Regions from separate parts of the Mus musculus genome. Here region 1 is linked to region 2. A link is a contact called in public ChIA-PET data. All regions are on one chromosome and are shown on one strand. Each heading gives the region's core, a stretch centred on a gene start, on an enhancer-like site or on the middle of the called end of the contact. The rest is flanking DNA. Distances are from core to core; before and after follow the strand shown.

Region 1 (4,702 bases), core at 842-3,341, 540 kb before region 2:
GCTGGTTGAGCAACGTTGTTGGGGACTTTTCCATGATAAATGGCTGGGTGGGAATGTGGTTTGAATAAAGAACATGGCATTTGCTCTTGCAGGCTGCTTTTCATTCCAGGATGTCAGGAGTCTTATGGAAATCAGCTCATTAATCCTTCCTGTCCTCCCTTCTCCCTTTCTCAGCCTTCCCTTCTCAGTCCAGTTCTTTCCTCTGGTATGAGGGCAGCGGTTACCAGATCCCGGTGTGAGGGCAGCGGTTACCAGATCCCCGTGTGAGGGCAGCGGTTACCAGATCCCGGTGTGAGGGCAGCAGTTACCAGATCCCCGTGTGAGGGCAGCGGTTACCAGATCCCCGTGTGAGGGCAGCGGTTACCAGATCCCGGTGTGAGGGCAGCGGTTACCAGATCCCCGTGTGAGGGCAGCGGTTACCAGATCCCCGTGTGAGGGCAGCGGTTACCAGATCCCCGTGTGAGGGCAGCGGTTACCAGATCCCCGTGTGAGGGCAGCGGTTACCAGATCCCGGTGTGAGGGCAGCGGTTACCAGATCCCGGTGTGAGGGCAGCGGTTACCAGATCCCGGTGTGAGGGCAGCGGTTACCAGATCCCCGTGTGAGGGCAGCGGTTACCAGATCCCCGTGTGAGGGCAGCGGTTACCAGATCCCCGTGTGAGGGCAGCGGTTACCAGATCCCCGTGTGAGGGCAGCGGTTACCAGATCCCCGTGTGAGGGCAGCGGTTACCAGATCCCGGTGTGAGGGCAGCGGTTACCAGATCCCGGTGTGAGGGCAGCATTTACCAGATCCCGGTGTGAGGGCAGCGGTTACCAGATCCCGGTGTGAGGGCAGCATTTACCAGATCCCGGTGTGAGGGCAGCATTTACCAGATCCCCGTGTGAGGGCAGCATTTACCAGATCCCGGTGTGAGGGCAGCGGTTACCAGATCCCCGTGTGAGGGCAGCGGTTACCAGATCCCGGTGTGAGGGCAGCGGTTACCAGATCCCGGTGTGAGGGCAGCGGTTACCAGATCCCCGTGTGAGGGCAGCGGTTACCAGATCCCCGTGTGAGGGCAGCGGTTACCAGATCCCGGTGTGAGGGCAGCAGTTACCAGATCCCGGTGGGGTGGAAATCTTGCCCAGGTCAGGAAGCAAGTGAGATTCAGAATGAGCCCCGTCCTGGGAAGGGATGTCACAACATTGTCTAGGGATGTCACAACATTGTCTAGGGATGTCACAACATTGTCTAGGGATGTCACAACATTGTCTAGGGATGCCACAACAGGGTGCAGTCCAGGCCCCTTGGATGGTCCTCCTGCTGCGCTTGCTGTCTTCAGGCTGCAGCTCTGCTGTCCTAGCAGTCACAGGCTCCACCCTAACAGAAAGAACTTTGAAAAGCTCTCTCAAGCAGGACTCAGAGGAAACGGCTTGTTTACCTTGGCTGTGACTTGGGATTACAATTATATTGGGCTTCAGTTTTTTCAGAAGTGGTTTGTTATCTTGTGTTTCCCTCAGCCATAAAAGAGTAAATATGTATTGGATGTTCCTTTTAGAAAACTTGATGACATAAACCATGTGTGTGGGTACACGTGTGTTAATCCTACTACTTAGGGGTACGGAGACAAAGGGGCTGTTGCAAATTTCAGACCAGTCTGAGCTACTCAGTGAAACAGTTTCAAAAAAACAAACCAAACTGAAGAAGATAAGCAGGTGAGCTTTGTGTGCTGCTGGGCTCTGGGGTGGGGAATGGGATGGCCGAAGGGAAACATTCTCTACAGAACTTCATCCCTGGTTTTCCTTGGCTATCATTCATAGCAAGGAAAAATAATTTGAAAAACAATATAAAAGTGAAATCTACTCTTAGCACAGTTCTCTGTGGTTACATCATCTTTTTCCTTTTTTTAAAAAACATAGCTAAGGTTCTATTAAGTATAAAAGTTATAGCTTCCTTTTTTTCACTTGGCAATATGAAAATATTTGCTATTATTATTACTTAAAACTTTATGGCTGCTATGGAAAATGGTATCACACTTCCTTAAAAACTGGAAATAGAATCAGTATCTAATCCTGCAGTTCTCCGTCTAAGTTCAGAGAAAGAGAAAGCAGGCTTCGATGGTTGTACTGCTATGCTCAGAGCAACGTTCTTCCTGGTCACCAAACCACAGAACAGCAGTGTTCATTGCTGACAATGTAAGCAAAATATGCTATATACATATGGTAACATTAGTCCATCTTTAAAAGAGAAGTTCCCATCCTCAACTAGGGATTGAACCCAGGCCTTTCCACATGCTAGGCCAGTGCGCTGCCACAGCTATATCCCCAAGCAGCAAGAGAGATCTGACCTGTGCCACCACATGGAGGTACCCCGAGAGATGGCTGGCTGAGCAGATAGTTCATAGACACAGAAAGTAGAGCTGTCATTGGCAGCGTGTGATGGGACAGCCAAGAGATAGAAGTGCTGGGGTTAACATAGTAACTTCATACTTAAAACATTTAAAAATAGCAAGTACAAACAAAAACTAAAATCTCTATTATTTCTTCAGAGTTTTTTTTTTTTTCAATTTGGGGAATTGGGGGGTTGATTTTTCCTATCACTATCCATCTCTACAAAAAAAATAATTTTGCCTAATTTTGCCTTTTTGATTAACTAGGAAAAGAATCTTTTGTTGAAAAGTGGGCTTAAGCATCTCTCTGTGTGTCTCTATGCCTGTGTGTGTGTGTGTGTGTGTGTGTGTGTGTGTGTATGTATGAGGGGGCGGAGAGAGAGAGATTGGGCTTATTGGTTTGTTTTGCTGGGTTTTTTGAGATTGGTCTCATTATATAGTTCTTACTCTCCTGAAACTCACCAAGATCCACCTGCCTCTGCCTCCCAAGTGCGCTGGGATTAAAAGCATATGCCACTATAATTGGCTTCATTGCTCTACTTTGCCTTCATTGCTGCGTGTGGTGTGGAGTCAGTCTGTAACTCTGGCCTTAGGTTTCATTTCTAAAAGCAGACTAAGTCTCTTGAGAGGCAGCGCAGTGCTACAGCTGCTGTACGTTGTGAGACCCTCGTCCCACAAACAGTGCATGGAGACCTTGCCAAAAGTTTAAGGGTTTTTAAAAGTTATTTTTGGAATGCCTACTTTGTACCAAGCTCTGGATGAAGCAATCAATATATATGATTCCATGAGTTTATCTCAAAATGCTCTTGGTATTAGAAAATTAACTTTTCTGTGTTGACACACCCTATGTATAACACTAGTTTAGTTTGGCATAAGTTCAAGAGATAAGGCAAACAAGTATGGTTATGTTTTCAACTTTTACTTTCAATGTTTTAACACAGTAACTGACACGCTTTAACCTTTTGTTTCTGGTTCATAAGGACTTTTCCCTGGGCTTTCCCAGGGTACCACTAGGGCCTGGGTGTACTGTGTGCTCTGCCAGGGGTGCCAGGTAACAAACAAAAACTTGTTCAGATCCTGGTAGCAAGCCATGTGCTTTATGTCTCTTTGTGTGTGCTTGTTTGCACATTCTGTCTTGCTAGCCTCCTCCTGGGAGAGTGGGGATGGTGATAGCTTTAATTTTACTTTGAGACAGACAGAGCCTTGCTCCTTAGCCTAGGCCAGCCACGGCCCTCCTACTGCTGGGATGACACTGGGACACTACCACTCTGGCTCTGGTCATTGCTTTTAATAGAGCGTGCTTTACACACATCACTGCTGTACTCACCCAGCCACTTCTCCCATTAGGATCCCACAGGAGACTGTGACTCCTGGTCTTGGCACTAACAAATGCCAGGTTGGCTGGTAGCAAGTTTTCATTCCAAACAATAGTTCCTGATGCTCAGGGTAGAATGCTGGAATCACCGGGGAAGATTTAAAACCTCCCAGTGTCAACTCCCACCCTGAGAGACTCTGCTGTAGAAATAAATGCCTTTGCCTTCCCAAGTCCACTGAAGCCAGGGACCCTCATGTGGTCCTTGTTCCAGAGGGTCGTGTTACATTTTCATCTTTTAAGATGTGGCTAAAGTAGAACAGGCAGTACTTGGGTCAGTTTGTTTATCAGCCTTTTCTGGGCGAGGCCAGACTGACTTAGGCACTGCAACTATTTCTTAAAACCACAGTGCAGTGTAAAGAGGGCAACAAAACAGGTTCTCAGGCAAACTCCTGGATCTGGGATTTAAATACGGAAAACCCTGTGAAGTCCCTATGCATTTGCAGAGATGTAACCCTCAGAGGTCAGGAGAACCCATCCATCTACACAGCTGAACAGGCGTGGACCCCACTGAAAACTGCTAATATCTGTACTCAGCTGCCAAGTCCTTGTCAAGCTTTTTCCTGGACCTTACTGCCTCCATGTGTCCAGACACTGCTTGTCATGTTGGACTGTCTAAAATAGAGCTGCTCAGATAGAACGTGTTCTCAGAAGTCACTAGTTAGACTGAAGGTAGGACCTGAGCACCTAAATACTTGGCCAGCTCCAAGTGAGAGCTGCTGTTGACCCTGAGACAAAGTTCATAGTTTATGAACTTAGCAAAGGCTAAGCCATCAGCCACTGTAGTTCTAGCACCCAGTTAGAAATGTTCTTCCCATGCTCATGGCCTTACTCCCCCTTGCTAGGCAGAAGCAGACTCAAGACTTCCAAAGCCATCAGGCCTGCAGCCTCTCCCAATGTCAGGGCTGCATGGTACCAGGACACTGTGGGAAAGTTATATTTCTTGGTTCAGGCAGCCATCCCTGT
Region 2 (4,506 bases), core at 1,430-3,929:
ACAATTCTTTTTTGATTGTATGAGGACATGTCATATTCCCTAATTTCAAATTCTAAAGCTCTGAATTGAAAACAAGCCTGGAAAACTGAGTTTAAACATCTCACTTAGGAGCAGGCAAGTTGACTCAGCCGGGAAAGGCGCATGCCATGAAGCTGGGTGGCCAGAGTTCCAATCCCTGGGCCCCACATAATGGAAGTTGTTCTCTGACCTCTGTATATGCGCAGAGGTGGAGACAAAGGCACACACACACACACACACACACACACACAGTATCTATCAGACAATACAATAAAAGAAAGTTAAAGTCTCACTAAGCTCAAACAAAGAAGCAGCAATTGTAGCTTCCGTGAATGTTCTTTCTATCGATGTATGCACAGAGACACAGTTCTAAAGGCGCCGCCTACTTGCAAGTCCAATACCATCTCCCCGGCGGGGATCGATAAAGTTATTGCTGCATTGGCACTATTAGCACAGCAAATATCACATACAAAATTATGCTCCCTGCCTAATTGGAATTTGATAAATTGTTGCTATAAAAGACATGGCTAACTGAATTCTAATGGTGCCTTACAGAGCAAAAGGCGTCATTACATATCAGAATAACAACAGCAAACCTCACTTTTGGGGGTGGGGGAAACGGGGTTGGTTCTGTTGTTTTAGCTTTAAAATTTGTAGCCCTGGCTGGCCTGGAACTCTCTATGTAGACCGGGCTGGCCTTGACTCACTGAGATCTGCCTACCTCTCCCTCAAAAGTGTTAGGACCAAAACTGTGTGCCACTACTCCCAGCTTTTTTTTTTTTTTTTTTTCTTTTTAAATTGTGTATATGAAGGCCTAGAAAAACGGTTCAGTGGTCAAAAGCCCTGGCTGCTCTTCAAGAAGACCCGGGTTTGATTCTCAGCACCCACATAGTGATTCATAGCCATCTGTAATATCATTTCCAGGAGGTCCAATTCCCTCTTCTGGTGTCCACAGGCATGCACAGACACCCACATATATAAAAATAATTTTAATAAAAAAATAAATTATGAGTGCGTGTGTGTATGTGTGTGTGCTTGTGTGTGCATCACATACATACAAAACTTAGTTTTTAGAAAAGAATCCTTAAAATGTTGGGGCTTTTCCCTCCCCACCCCAACTCTTCTTCCTTCTTTTCTCTTCTATCTCCTCCTTTTCCTCTTCTTCCTCCTCCTCTTCTGAGACAGGGTCTCATGTACCCCAGGCTAGCTCTGAGCTATCTACCTAGCTGAGGATGGACTAACATTTCTGATCCTCCTGCCCTGTCTTCTGAATGCTGGACTTGCAGGCTCCAGCAGCCACCCTCTTTCCATGGTGCTAAGGTTCACCAGCAGGGCTCTATGCGTGCTGGGGGTGCATACCTGCTGGGGATACACACTGAGCCGCCTCCCCAGACCCTGGAATATTTTCTAGGCCAAATTTGAATGCATTTTTCTGAGAGAACACCTGCCCAGCAGTTCTCTTGCTCTGTAACCTAAAGACTTACTCACACTTTTAAGCCCCATTGAAGACCTCAAGCTTTTATTAATGGACATTATGCCTATCAAGATTTACTGTAAAAAAGAGCAGAATTTCTTTAAAGACTTATTTCTTTTTCTTTCTTCTTTCCATTAACTTATTTATTCATTTTACATCCCTATCACGGTTCCACCGGTCCTGCCAGTGCCCCCTCAAATGGCCCCTCCCTCTTCACCGCTGAGAAGGGGGAGGTCCCTCCCAGGAACCAACCCACCCGGGCAATCTCAAGTCACTGCAGGACTAGGCACATCCACACCCACTGAGGTCAGACAAGACAGCCCAGTTAGGGGAGCAGGATCTACAGGCAGGCAACAGAGTCAGGGGTCCAGTTGCTCCAATTGTTGGGGGACCCACATGAAGACCAAGTTGCACTTCTGCTACATCTGTGTGGGGGGCATAGGTCCAGCCCATGAATGCTCTTCTGTTGGTGGCTCAGTTTCTGGGGGCCTCCAAGGGTCCTAAAGACTTAATAATTATGTATCCAGGAGAATGTGCTCTCAATGCAGGTGCCCACGAGTACAGTGCCTACAACGGCCAGGAGAGGGCGCTGGATCCCTGCGGCTTGAGTTACAGGTCTCTGTGTCCCAATGTGGAAACTGAACTCAGGTCCCCTGCAAGAGCAGTGAACTAAATGCCGAAGTTACTTCTTTAAACTTAAAACAAAAAAAGGAATATGTAGGGTGGGGATGTGCACCTGAGTGCAGGTATCCCTGAAAATGAGCCAGGTCCCCCAGAGGAGAATTACAGATGCTAACAAGCTGCCAAATCCGGTCCTTAATAACAGCAGTGTGTGTTCTTAACCTCGGAGCCTACATTCCAGAATTCATTCAATCCAGAATTTATTTTTGTTTTTTGTTTTTGTTTTTGTTTTTTAATTTCTTGTTTTGTTTTATTTTTGTTTTTGGAGACAGGGTCTCTGTGTAACCCTGGCTGTCCTGGAACTCACTCTGCAATCTAGGCTACCTCGAATACAGAGATCTGCTTGCTTCTGCCTTACAAGTGCTGGGATAAAAGGCATGTGCCACTACATAGAGCCGAAAAATTTTAAGCAAACTACAAGCACACATTCTATCAGCAGGGAAACTGTCACCCTCAAGTGCCATCCGGTCTCTGCAGAACTCCCGGCCTGATGAGCAGCTGGTGCCGGCAAGGTTAGTGTGGTTTTGAACGTTACTCTGACCTCACAGAAGGGAGTGGAAATGAGCAGTCCACGCACAGGAAGTCAGCGGGAAGAGAAGGCCGTCTGAAATGGTCCTTTCACACAGTGAGCTGCCATGACTCATCAGTTCTACAGCGAGTCAGGATCCCATCAGAAATAAGCTACTTCTGCTTTACATTTATTCAAAGAACACTGCATCTGGCAAAGGCTGCCCAGTCTTATAATAAATCAAAATCCATCTGGGATTCTGTAGCCTTAGCGTGCCACCATGCAACTTTCCGCTCGCTGTAAACTGTGAAACTTCAGAAGCGAAAATAAAAGAGCCACAAGTGTCTTAGCTAGGGGTTCGATTGCTGGGACAGAACACCACGGCCAAAGCAACTCGGGAAGGAAAGGGTACCCCAGCTTACTAGGCTCGGTCACACCCACCACTAAAAGAAGTCAGGACAGGAATGCAGAGGGACCTGGAGCAGGAGCTGATGCAGAGGCCATGGAGGGTGCTGCTTACTGCCTTGCTTTCAGGATTTGCTCAGCCTGATTTCTTATAGAACCCAGGACCTCCTGCCTACAGAGGGCTGGGACCTCCCACATCAATTATTAATCAAGAAAATGCCACAAAGGCCAATCATTTTCCCAATTGTGGTTCCCTCGTCTCAGGTAACTCTAGGTGTCAAGATGACAACAGACAACCAGCACAAGAAGTAGCCTTCCTCTCCAGCTCACTCCCAGCCCCGTCCTCCCAGAGCATCCTCCTCCTGAACTCACTCCCAGCATGGTCCTAGGGCTTCCTCCTCTCAGCTAACCACCAGCACTGCTCTCGCAAAACATTACCGTCCTGAATTTACCAGCACTGTCTTCCCTAAGCACAGTCGAGCATTTCTTCCCATAATAAACTACGTAAAAAGGATCCACATGCCTGTAATCCCACCACTCTAGAGACCTAGGCAGGAAAGACTTACGTGAGTTCAAAAACAGCCATAGTGAATTCCAGAGTAGTCAGGACTACAATTTCCAGTACCCAAATTTAGACCCAAATCCACAAAGTTGTCCTGACCACCACGTAAGCAACATGGTACACACATACAAATAAATAGATATTAAAATTTTAAAATAGGGTCGGGGGTACTGAAGTGGGGGAGTAAGAAGGGTGATACAGAAGGAGAGAGGAGGGGACATAAACACTAAGGACATTTGAAAGATATTCTTTTGTAAGCTTACTTAATAATACCTACATCATGTGTATGTGTCCCTATCCGTGTGTGTGTGTGTGTGTGTGTGTGTGTGTCCATGTATTTATGTTGCATATACATCTATACTTTTATTGTTACAGGGTGATAATATTCTCCCAGGAGCCATAGACTAATAAAAATCCCAGTGACAGACATGGGACACCTCACGGAAGTAGTTAGTCAAGGAATCTAAGAGAACAATACAATACACACAGATAATTGCTATTGCCCTTGGTTGCTTCCCAGATCTTGGAAGTAATACCCTACGCTGAAAACACCACACACTTTGGTGATAGGACTTGGGAGAAATCAAGTTGGCGTGACCTTTAAAGACCTTCTTCCGTGGGGGCTGGCTCTCATAATATTATTAGATGCCATACAAACTGCTAAGGAGAAAAGCAAGAAATAGCCCTACTCAGCTGTAAAGACTTCCTCCACCCACAACAATGACTGACCATACCAGACGGCCCCAACAGCAGCCAACAACTATGTCATTGAACTTAAGGCCTGCTCAGAATGAGAGAACCTATGCCTGCTACTGTAAACCTAGCCAAGAAGCTGCAGCTGGAGAGGTCAGACCCTAG

The links. ChIA-PET counts read pairs in DNA pulled down with a chosen protein or histone mark.
Region 1: an RNA polymerase II ChIA-PET map of memory CD8 T cells shows a contact between it and region 2, with 8 read pairs. The contact joins two enhancer-like sites. A contact is called at or near these places in 2 of 115 datasets of contacts at active chromatin or transcription factors (memory CD8 T cells and microglia).

Annotation. Positions count from the first base shown.
Region 1 is chr17:84,265,285-84,269,986 of GRCm38.p6, reverse strand. All of the region lies in intron 30 of Thada (thyroid adenoma associated), which reads left to right. Among named protein-coding and RNA genes, the nearest start is that of Gm24492, 20 kb to the left of the region's middle. Within about 2 kb of position 2,091, at least 92 of the 459 cell types and tissues checked have an H3K27ac peak or open chromatin away from gene starts, as enhancers often do. A contact at or near this core is called in memory CD8 T cells and microglia, where this site is marked.
Region 2 is chr17:83,730,579-83,735,084 of GRCm38.p6, reverse strand. All of the region lies in intron 3 of Mta3 (metastasis associated 3), which reads right to left. Among named protein-coding and RNA genes, the nearest start is that of Mta3, 27 kb to the right of the region's middle. Within about 2 kb of position 2,679, at least 228 of the 459 cell types and tissues checked have an H3K27ac peak or open chromatin away from gene starts, as enhancers often do. A contact at or near this core is called in memory CD8 T cells and microglia, where this site is marked.